Linked DNA regions of Triticum aestivum: region 2 is linked to region 1. The links are chromatin contacts, called in public Hi-C maps. All regions are on one chromosome and are shown on one strand. The core of a region is the stretch at or near the end of the contact, and the rest is flanking DNA. Distances in the headings are between cores, read along the strand shown. Region 1 holds the start of LOC123071122 (F-box protein At2g41170). Region 2 holds the start of LOC123071125.

Region 1 (5,173 bases), core at 423-2,922:
GCTAGGCGATGTGGTTGCTCGGGGGCTACCATTCCGATATTTCGTTGCACGTCGCGATGACAAATTTGGGCGGGGCGGGGGGGGGGGGGGGGCTGAGGCTCCAATCCAAGTCGTCTTGTGCTGGCCTCGCCTCCGCACGCCACCGAGGCTCTCGTTCTCATCGCGTCATCCTAAATCAAGGAGGAGCCTGACGATGACAATGATGAATCCAACGTCAACTGGGCGAGCTTAAGTGGGAGCCTGAATCCTGTTGCTCGGTCCACCTGCGGCGGAGTCGGAGTATGAGCAGCAGGTCTAGGTGGCGCTCCGCAACTCCATGCTCGATGGGTCCACTGCGGGCGACATCCCTGTCGCTTTGCTGCCATGGCGGCCAAGGATGTTGCCCGCGTTTAAATAAATTTCATCTATTATTCTTATTATATATCAAACACTTTTCAATTTCATATAGGTGTGTTTAAATTTCATGTGTGAAATCTTTTAACGTCACATGTATGTGAACAAATGCAGACGTCCATTTGGGAATAGCATTGAGGACGTGTCTGCGGACAAATAGGGACGTCTGTTTAGGGTATAGCGCTGGACATGCCTTCATGTAATTATTAATCAGCCGCGCATGGCCACAAGATATTCAGAGGAACAATGAAATGAAATGCAACTTAAAAGATGCCAACATGCCGCGTTGCATAGATGAAAATAGCTTTTGCAAGAAAGAATGAAGGTAACAAAATTGGGATCCATCAAAGCAACGGCAGAATCTGCAGAGTACATTGGCCAATTACCTACGTTGAGCTAAGGGCATGTACAATGGTTGATAAGATAGCCTTATCTTAAGTCTTGCATGTAATTAAGAAATGACAAAAAAACATGTCTATAATGGGTCATCTCTTAGTCTTATCTTTCATAACTAGCTATTCCTAAAAACGTGGTGAGACATATTGTGCTAAGAGATCATCTCTTGTCTTCTCTTAAATAAGAAAAGACAAGCTTTTTCTTATGAATTCTCTCTCCTCCACATCATCATTTATCCTACGTGGCATTGCTAAGATAGAATCATTGTACATGCCCTAATGCATGATTAACAAGGTTATCCTCCTTTATCCTTTCCACAAAAGGCCATCCCGATCAGCAAACCACGATCCGACACCAAATCTCGCTGCCCATGGCGCCCGAATGGGAAATAATAGTAAAATACTCCAACATCGCTGCTTGCGTGTCCTAATCCTTTTTAGCACGCACAGCACGCACCAAACAAGTGGCTAAATCAAAGCCGAAATCTTTTGACCGCGGCGGAAGCGTGCAGCAGCCATTTTGTTGTTGCTGCTGCTGTGGCCCGAGTGTGGTTGCGCTCGCCCTCGAGGTCTGAGCAACCGAGGAGAATTTTGGGGCAATCGTGATGTGGCCTCGCCTTGTTTTCTCCACGCCCTCCGTTGGACGCAAGGCACGGCTCGATCCAAATCTCTTGTTTGGTTGCTCGGCTTAACCACTAGCAACCACTAATCGACCTCCCTGCCTTGCCGGGACGAACAACGCACGGTTGTTTTCTAAGTATAATGTGCAAGAAAAAACAGAAAGTATTCCAGGAGCACGAGTGTTTGGTTGCTTGCCACGGAAATGCTACGATAAAGTTTGGCGGGGTGGTGTTGGGAGTTAGCAATAAGTAGTTGTCTTCACTCACCGTTTACCAACCACTATCGACCTCCCTTCTTCCGGCGGCGACGAACGTGCCCTACAAAAGGAGAAGATCGCCACCATTGTGGCCACCTTGACCCAACCCATTTTACCTCCGGCGAATCTACGCCCCACCAACCAAATCCTCCTCTGCAAAGTAAATTTACGAAAGCACGCACAAGAAACACGCAGCAGCAACAGCTCGTGTGAGCGTGGGCGGCACAGCCGAGCTGACGGTGATCACCACCATGGCACCATGCTCGTCGTCCTCGTCGTCGTAGTAGTGTACTACAACTAGCAGCGACAGCGAGGGCGAGCGTGCAGTGCCGCCACTGTGGACAGCTTTCCGGTGGGGCAAGAAGCCAATACATCGAGTTAGAGGGCAAGGAGGCAGGAATCATTCGGCTGCAAAGTTGCCGGCGCCACCTCGTCGGCACTGTCCCCGCTTTCCTGGGCCGCGTGGGGGCCGCGCCTCCGTCCCCGCTGGTCCTCCTCGCCTCTGGTTGGGTCTGGGTGTGCTGCCGCTGTCGCTGCGCCACCACCACCACCACCGCATCGGCACCAGCACCAGCTGCGGCTGCTCCCATCTTTTCTTCTTGAGGGACAGAGAGAGAGAGATGCTTCCGCTCCTCCTTATATCCACGCTCCCGGCCTTCACGCTGCTCCTCGTCGCGCCCGCCTCCTACAAGCCCTGGAAGCTGGTGCGGGAGCTCGGCCTCGTCGCGCTGCTGCTGGCGCGGGAGCTGCTCCGGCACTCCGCGTCCGCCGCGGCGGGCAGGAAGGAGCAGCAGGGCGCCAGAATGCCGCCGCCGCCGTCCAGGGCCAAGACGCCGTCGCCCGCATTGGCGGAGGACGACGCGGACGCGCTCCCGGTGCTCGACCTGCCGGAGCTGGCGCTGGAGCGCGTGCTGGAGGAGCTGTCCCCGGCGTCGCTCGCCGCGATGGCGTGCGTCTGCGCGGGGCTCAGGGACCGCTGCTCCATGGACAGCCTGTGGGCGCGCCACGTCCGGCGCAAGTGGGGCCGCGTGCTCGGCGCCGCCGCGCGCAGTGAGTGGGAGGCGGAGCTGGCCGCCAGAGCGGCCGCCGCCACCCTCCCGCGCCCGGCCAGGCGGCGGGGCTGGGCGGACTCGCTGGCGTGCGCGTGGCCCTTCTCCTGGATCGGCCGCCGTTGGCTCAAGGAAGACGCCGCCGCCGCCCGTTCTGCACCCGCGCCTCCGGCGGACACGGTGGCCGCGTGGTACCGCGCGCTCGAGTGTGGCGACTTCTGGTTCCCCGCCCAGGTGTACAACCGCGAGGTAGTTAACAACAGTTACTATTCAGTTGTAAATTAATGTTTGATCCGCCATTAGATTAGGTAGATTAAGCACAGCTCGCTTTGCTGTTGTTTCTTTCCTGCAAAAAGCTTGTCATTGTTTAATGGCGGGAGAATCTGTTGTGTTTAGCAGGACGGGCATGTCGGGTTCTTGCTCTCGTGCTACGACGCTCACCTCCGCTACGACCGGCGAACCGACACCTTCACCGCCAGGTACCACTCACCAGTCACCACTCCACTTCACCTGCCGTTACCTGTTACGATCCGGCCGGGCCGAGATCGATGGAATTGACTGGTTCATAGGCTGTTCTGATCATGATCAATCAGTGATCGACCGAGATACGTGTGCACTATGATTTAATGCGTGAAGGCGATCGGAGCATGGATATTTTTGGCGTTGCTTTGAATGTGGTGCTGATGGGTTCTGAACTACGATAGGTACCCGCCCCACGGCCGGAAGCCGGCCAAGGAGGAGGAGGGCGTGCAGTGGTGCAGGGTCCGCGCGGCGCCGCTGAGCACGCCGGCGCAGGACCTCCACGCCTCGGCCTGCCTGGAGGACCTCCGCCCCGGCGACCACTTCGAGATCCAGTGGCGGAAGAACAAGGATTTCCCCTACGGTATGGATGATTCTTCTTCCCGATCACGACGCCCTTGCAGAATCGGCAGCTGCATTTCTGAAATTCTGTCGGTATGGCGCCATGGCATTTGGTGACGGATGCTTTCTTGTGATGGATCACAGGCTGGTGGTACGGCGTCGTGGGTCACCTCGAGCCGTGCAACGCGAACGAGCATCTCTGCCGCTGCCACGAAGACGGTAACGACCCACTTCGTTTCCTCGAATTCTATGTGAAACATGTGAATATATTCGGGAACATGTCGAGCGCATCTTATCCGCACAGTATGATCAACTTGCGTGAAACGTCGTGGCTACAGTCTGATCATGGCCCTCTCTCTCCCGTGATCTTGTGCCGTTCGTCCTATCCAGTATGCACAGTCCAGAGTCTGTTAGTAATATATCTAGCATCTATTCTCGTGCCTTCTTATCCATATCCACAGCATGTTCCACTTATTCTTCTGTCATTGTGTTGTGTGCGCGCTTATCTGAATTTCTTTGTGTGTGTGTGCTCTGTCAGATACGATCATGCTGGAGTTCAAGCACTACGCGGCCGGGTCGAGGTGGAGGCAGACCACGGTGAGCAGGAAAGACCACCGGGAGAAAGGGGACGAGACGGACGGCTTCTACGGCGGCATCAGGAAGCTGCAGACCGAAGACGAGATCTCCACGTGGCGGCGATTCTGGCCGGTCGACGTGCTCAGCTGAACATGGGCATATCTTCCGCTCCGTTGTACAGCTGCTTACCGGTGGTCGCCGAGCTGCGGCGTTCCTCTGAAGAATCCGTTCGCATGCTGCCGCCGCCGAAATTCTGAATTGTTTTGGTACTACTGGAAAATTCAGATGGGTACGCGGGATTTCAGAGTTCTAGCAGCAGAGAGGCAACGATAGGCTTTTTATGTGAATGATGATGTACAGCTTTACCAAGCCTTCAGTTTGCACCGTGCTGCTGCCGGATCCTAGACTTGTAGATTTCTGGAATTTTACCTGGTATAAATCGATGTCCAGTTGTATTTTTCCCAGTCATTGTAGCCAGGTAGTATATCCGGTTACGCGGCTGCTCCGGACGCGGAAAGCAACCTTGTCCTCACTGTTACTCCATTGTTGTACGGATTTGACAATCAAGTGCCTAATATCTGGCCAAAGAGTACAAGTGCAAGCCTCTATCCGAGAGATGATCCGCGGCAAGGGACAGAGGCTTGCTTAAGTATAGTCAGCAGAAATGCGGTGTACAAGTTTGTAACTTGGTTGATCCTATTTTATCTTTCTCTCCAGGCATGTGGCTTCTAGATGGGTAGTTGTTGATTCATCCTTGTATCGCTTATCTATTTTTGTCCTACACTATCTTTGCATCGTTGAATGTACGTTGAATTTGTGTTTATGATCGTCGTGCATGGATTTACATGGATTGCGTATCAATATTTGAGGATTGTAGTTGTGCGGAGGGCCGAATGGGGACCGGCCCGGCGCCGTCTTGAACGCGTCCGCGGGCGTATAGGAGCTCGGATTAGCTATTCGTGGTTGTAGATGCTCTCTGGTATCCATATTATACATGTACAATTTGAGAATATGTCCTGTCA
Region 2 (5,645 bases), core at 2,634-5,133, 260 kb before region 1:
TGAAATGAGCAGGCGTGAGACGTCAGAGAGACCACAGTCTAGTTCTCTTGTGGATAGTTCAGCTCTGTTTGGCAGGGAGGGAGACAGAGAGGAAATGGTGAGGCTCATGCTATCTGATGATGGACACAGTTTGAGCAGTCTTTGTGTAGTTCCAGTTGTTGGTATGGGGGGACTTGGTAAGACCACTCTTATGCAGATGGTGTACAATGATGACAGAGTGAAAGAACACTTTGAGTTGAGGATCTGGATCTATGTGTCTGAATGTTTTGATGGGAGAAAGCTAACACAAGAAACTCTTGAGGCTGCTGCCTATGACCAATCCTTTCCTAGCACCAACATGAATATGATGCAGGAAACACTCTCCAGAGTATTGCGGGGCAAGAGGTACTTGCTTGTCTTGGACGATGTCTGGAATGAAGACTATGATAAATGGCTCAGCTACAGAGCAGCCTTAATTTCAGGAGGGCTTGGAAGCAAGATAGTGGTAACATCCCGCAATGAGAATGTCGGCAGAATCATGGGAGGGGTAGAGCCCTACAAGTTACAGCAGCTATCGGACGATGACACCTGGTCCGTATTCAAGAGCCATGCATTCAGGGATGGTGATTGCAGCACACACCCACAGCTGGAGGTGATAGGAAGGCAAATTGTGAAGAAGCTGAAGGGATTGCCTCTCGCATCAAAAGCATTAGGGAGCCTTCTCTTCTGCAAAGCAGATGAAGAGGAGTGGAAGGGGATACTAAGAAGTGATATATGGGAGCTACCAGCAGACAAAAATAACATATTGCCAGCTCTGCGGCTAAGCTACAACCATTTGCCACCACATCTCAAACAGTGCTTTGCATTCTGTTCCGTGTATCCAAAAGATTATGTATTCAGTAAAGAGAAGTTGGTTAAGATTTGGCTAGCACTTGGTTTCATCAGGCAATCTAGAAAGAAGATACTTGAGGATTCTGGTTATGCATATTTTAATGAGCTGGTAAGCAGGTCTTTTTTCCAGCCCTACAAGGAGAACTATGTGATGCATGATGCAATGCATGACCTTGCTATATCAGTTTCCATGGAACACTGTGAGCGATTTGAGGACGGGACAAGATACGACAATGCCATAAAGACTCGTCATCTTTCATTTCCATGCACCGGTGCCGGGACCAAGCATTTTGATCCACTGTATGGGTTTAGGAAGTTAAGAACACTAATTCTCATGCATGGATACAATTCTAAGATGTCTCAGTTCCCTGATGGTGTCTTTATAAAACTTCAATTCCTTAGAGTTCTTGATATGCATGGAAGAGGTCTTAAGGAATTACCAGAGTCTATAGGGAATCTGAAACAACTTCGCTTCCTAGATCTCAGCAGCACTGAAATAAAAACATTACCAGCATCTATTGTCAAGCTCTATAACTTGCAAATATTGAAGCTGAACAACTGCAGCTCACTAAGGGAAGTGCCACATGGCATCACTAAGCTCACTAATCTGCGCCACTTAGAGGGAAGCACAAGGCTACTGTTAAGGATACCAGGAATTGGAAATTTGATCTGCCTACAGGAATTAGAAGAATTTGTTGTCTTGAAACGCCCCGGGCACAACATCACAGAGTTAAGAAACATGGATCAGCTGCAAGGAAAACTTACCATTCGTGGCCTCAACAATGTGGCTGATGAAAAAGATGCAATTTGTGCGAAGTTGAAAACCAAAGAATATCTTCGAGCTCTACACTTTATATGGGATGAGGACTGTAAACTTACTCCTTCAGATCAGCAAGACGAAGTTCTGGAAGGCCTTCAACCACATATCGATATCAAGGAATTGATGATTAAAGGTTTTCCAGGGGCGAGGTTCCCGAGCTGGCTCGCTACTTCATTTCTTCCTAATCTGCAAACCACCCATATATGCAACTGCAGATGCACAGTTCTCCCGCCATTAGGCCAACTTCCTTTCCTCAAAAATCTCAATATAGCCGGAGCAACTGATGTGACACAAATTGGACACGAGTTCACAGGACTTGGACAAATAAAATGTTTTCCAGCATTAGAAGAGCTTCTGTTGGAAGATATGCCGAAGCTGGGAGAGTGGATTTTTGATGATGCTGATCAGTTGTTCCCTCAATTAACTGAACTTGGTCTCATCAATTGCCCCAAGCTGAAGAAGTTACCCCCAGTTCCACCAACACTTACAACACTGAGGATAGATGAAGCTGGACTTGAGTCACTTCCAGATCTTCAAAAAGAAGCTTGTCCGTCTTCTCTAACATTTCTATACATCAATGGTTGCCCGAATCTAACATCTCTGCGTGTAGGCTTGCTTTCACAGAATCTGACAGCCCTCAAGAGTCTAACAGTAGCCCACTGTGAAGAGCTTGTTTCGCTACCAGAAGAGTGTTTCCGTCCACTTACATCACTTCAGTTCCTGCACATCTACGAGTGCCCTTGCCTGGTACCTTGGACAGCCCTGGAGCGAGGCTTGCTTCCTGCTTCAGTTGAAGAAATCCGTCTAACATCATGCTCTCTGTTAGCACACGTACTTCTAAATGGCCTACAATACTGTCCTCGTCTCAAGCATTTTCAAATTTCTGACTACCAAATTGCTGACTACCCTGACATCAGTAACTTCCCACTGGAGCTTTTACCTCACACACTTCAGTTCTTAGACATATCACGCTGTGATGACCTCCAGTGTTTGCCTCCAAGTCTGCATAAAGTCTCCTCACTTGAAACACTACATATCTCCAACTGTCGTGAGCTTGAAAGCTTGCCAGAAGAAGGTCTGCCCAGGGGGCTCAAGGAGCTTTACATCAATCAATGCCCAAAAATTAAGCAACGATGCCAAGAAGGTGGACAGGACCGAGTCAAGATAGCTCACATCAGAGACATCGAGATTGATGGGGATGTTATTGTGCTTGAGCAGATATAGGAGGTGACACATTTCCTCATAATGACATTGATACTGCAATCATATTTTTTCCTCCAATTAGTCTCAATAAAGAGTTAAATTTCTGTTGCAAGCTGCAACTGTGATTAAATATCTAAACTGATGTGACGATGATTTTTCCATGAGCAAGCAGTTCGAGTTTATTTATCGCAACAGTCATAGGGTGGTTAACCAAACTAGTAGGAAAGAAACAAACTAGACCATCAAAATACTAAACATACTGCGAATGAATTCTTTTGATAAATCTCTTTGCAGATTGGTGATAGTAATTAACTACTAGAAAGTGATTAGTGGCCATGAGTGTAATAGTGTACTAGAAAGTACAAACCATGAAAAGAAGTAGTGTTATGAAGTCGTAGACATCTTGTTTACAGATCTGTAATATGTGCATTATAATTTAACACATGCTGAATACTCAGCTGAATCATCACACTTGTGCTTATCAGATTAGATCATTGCTTGGGTCAACTGAGGTTGCATGTGAGACCCATGCGCGATACAGTGTAGAAGGTTTCCAGACCACACTGCCAGAGTTTATCCCCCAGTTGCCCCTAAAAAGAAGAATTTATCCCACAATTGCAGCGACAATTTGGTTAAATTTAATCCTCTTCGTGACCATTTCTCCCCAGTTGTGCAATCTAGCATTCTTAATGTCGACTTGGCAGCACGCGCACGAATTGAAACTGCAATTTTTGTTGGCACGCAACGGGGGTTATTGGGTTAGGCTAGGGTACTCACATGTTGGTGTCGTGCAGGTTGGAGCGGACAATGTGAACGGCGGCAGGATGAGAGAGCGACGGCGCGGGCGTCCTGGCTGCGGTTGCCTTTACGCCTCTCCTCCGACGAGGGGCAGACAGCGAGGCCATGTACCGGAGGTTGGCCACGGCCGCGGCCGCACGGTGGGCGGCGGGGTGGGGACAGACCTCAACAACAGTCGTGGCAAATTGCAGAAAACACCCTGCTCGTCACTCGCAACGACACATACACCCTTGGCCCACCCAGGCAGCGAGTCGTCGCCTTTTCCCCCGAGCGAAACGGCGCGACCCCACCGGTGGTTTTAGTAGGGTTTGGACTCGCCGCTCAGCTCGGCTCCCATGGAGGCGGCGGAAGATGCAGGCGACGCCGGCGGCGGCCGCTCCACCGCCCGGAAGCTGGTGCCGTGGTCGAGCTGGGCGGAGTGGCGCTTCGTCCGCGACGCTATCTTCTCCCCCTACCCCGACCCTGGCGCCGCTCTTCGCAGGGTAGGTATCCTCTTCCTCGAGGCCCCCAAAAATTGTCAGGCGAGTGGTGAGAAATCTGACTGTTTCGTTGGTGCAGATCGCGGCGTGGCGGAGCAGGGGCTGCCTCCCTATCCCCGTGGAGGTCACTGCGGCCCTCTTCGAGATAAGGCTGCGGGATCCCTTCTTCCGGTATGTTGTTTGGATGCATAGTTCCAACCTTTTTCTATTGCGTGTGGATGGATTTGGGACGAAGTTATATATGTGATAGAAATTTTTCCTCTAGGAATGGAGTGGCTTCAGATGATAAGCTGGAGTCAGACGAGATGCTCGCCTTGCTGTACAGTATGGCAATCATCAGGTGAGGAAATTTCTGGTGCTATTTTCGCCTTATGTGTGGAAACTGAATAGTACTGGTGATTTACTTGGGGGGAAATGAGCCAGTGGTGTTATCGCTGTGCCAAAGGAGAAACAACGCCTTTTATTTGCTGGGTTCAAATGCGTGACACATCTTGTTGTGCAAAGAGATGGACTGTGCAAGCAGTTTAGGGGAACAAATTAGTATTCGTGACTTGATGTTCTTAAAGCTGTTTTTCATATTTTTCATGTGGTCCAGAGATTCTTCATGAATAGGAGCTTTTGATGAAATAGCATAGTTTACTTCTGCAGATCATAGGAGCTTAATCATAGTCGTTCTGATGCAATTGAACTAGAGGCTGCTAGAAGTCTAGAACATACTTTGGTGTCAATATCTTGTGGTCCCCATTTCTAGTTTTTTTTTCTGGAACATGCGTCAAAACGCCGGTCTGTTGTATTTGATGAACGCCAAAAGACATGAAATCTAACCAACCACCCTGGTGGCACTAACCAATGTTTCTCTGCTTTAGTTTTTCTAGTTGATTTTGAAACTATCATATGTTGTTCACTTCCATCGTATTCTTCGGCTCAGTTTGTGGTTGCTGCCTGAACTGCGCTTATCCATTAAGCTGCTGTGAAAGAAAGTTGTGAAAAATATAGTGCTCTATTTATTATATCATACAAGTTAGATAAATTTTGTAAGCCGGCAGTTTCACTTTCCTCACATATGTTTGGAGCCATCTGTTTGCAACTTGATTGTACACAGCTATCCAAATACACAAGTATCTTGAAGCATCTCAACAAGATAATATTACCATAATCCAAAACAATGTCAAAAGGAGTCTTTGTATTCAGTTATGCATAATGCACTTCTATGGTCAGTACCAGCCTCATGTCTCAGAGGAAAAGAGTGCCCAACTTAGCACCAAGTTGCTAACAAGTAGTTACTAACACTGCAATCTAGATGCACATATCAACGTTACTGCAAATTCTTGCTTTTATTAGTTTTTCTTTCTGTACTGTAGAGCTCTAATGAGATTAAAAACTGAATGTATGCCTGATCAGGGAAAGACTTCAACAGCGATGACTATGTACAAGGCTTATTTTATACTTTTGTTTAATCTTATTCCCAGACTTGT

The links. A called contact is a pair of places that touch in the nucleus more often than the background predicts.
Region 2: a contact with region 1 is called in a Hi-C map of leaf, with 10 times the contacts expected there. The contact joins the promoter of LOC123071125 here to the promoter of LOC123071122 in region 1. A contact is called at or near these places in 3 of 5 Hi-C or Micro-C datasets (all in leaf).

The regions. Positions count from the first base shown.
Region 1 is chr3B:591,310,676-591,315,848 of IWGSC CS RefSeq v2.1, reverse strand. It overlaps LOC123071122 (F-box protein At2g41170), which reads left to right and starts at 1,672. Exons shown (of 5, transcript XM_044494613.1): 1 at 1,672-2,963; 2 at 3,111-3,193; 3 at 3,419-3,597; 4 at 3,720-3,794; 5 at 4,114-4,861. The coding sequence starts at 2,286. The coding sequence ends at 4,301.
Region 2 is chr3B:591,576,908-591,582,552 of IWGSC CS RefSeq v2.1, reverse strand. LOC123071125 reads left to right here and starts at 3,883. Exons shown (of 8, transcript XM_044494616.1): 1 at 3,883-4,173; 2 at 4,250-4,341; 3 at 4,436-4,510; 4 at 5,640-5,645. The coding sequence starts at 4,027. LOC123071124 (disease resistance protein RGA2) reads left to right here. Exons shown (of 2, transcript XM_044494615.1): 1 at 1-2,917; 2 at 3,688-3,952. The coding sequence ends at 2,914. It also overlaps a transcript of LOC123071126 not described here.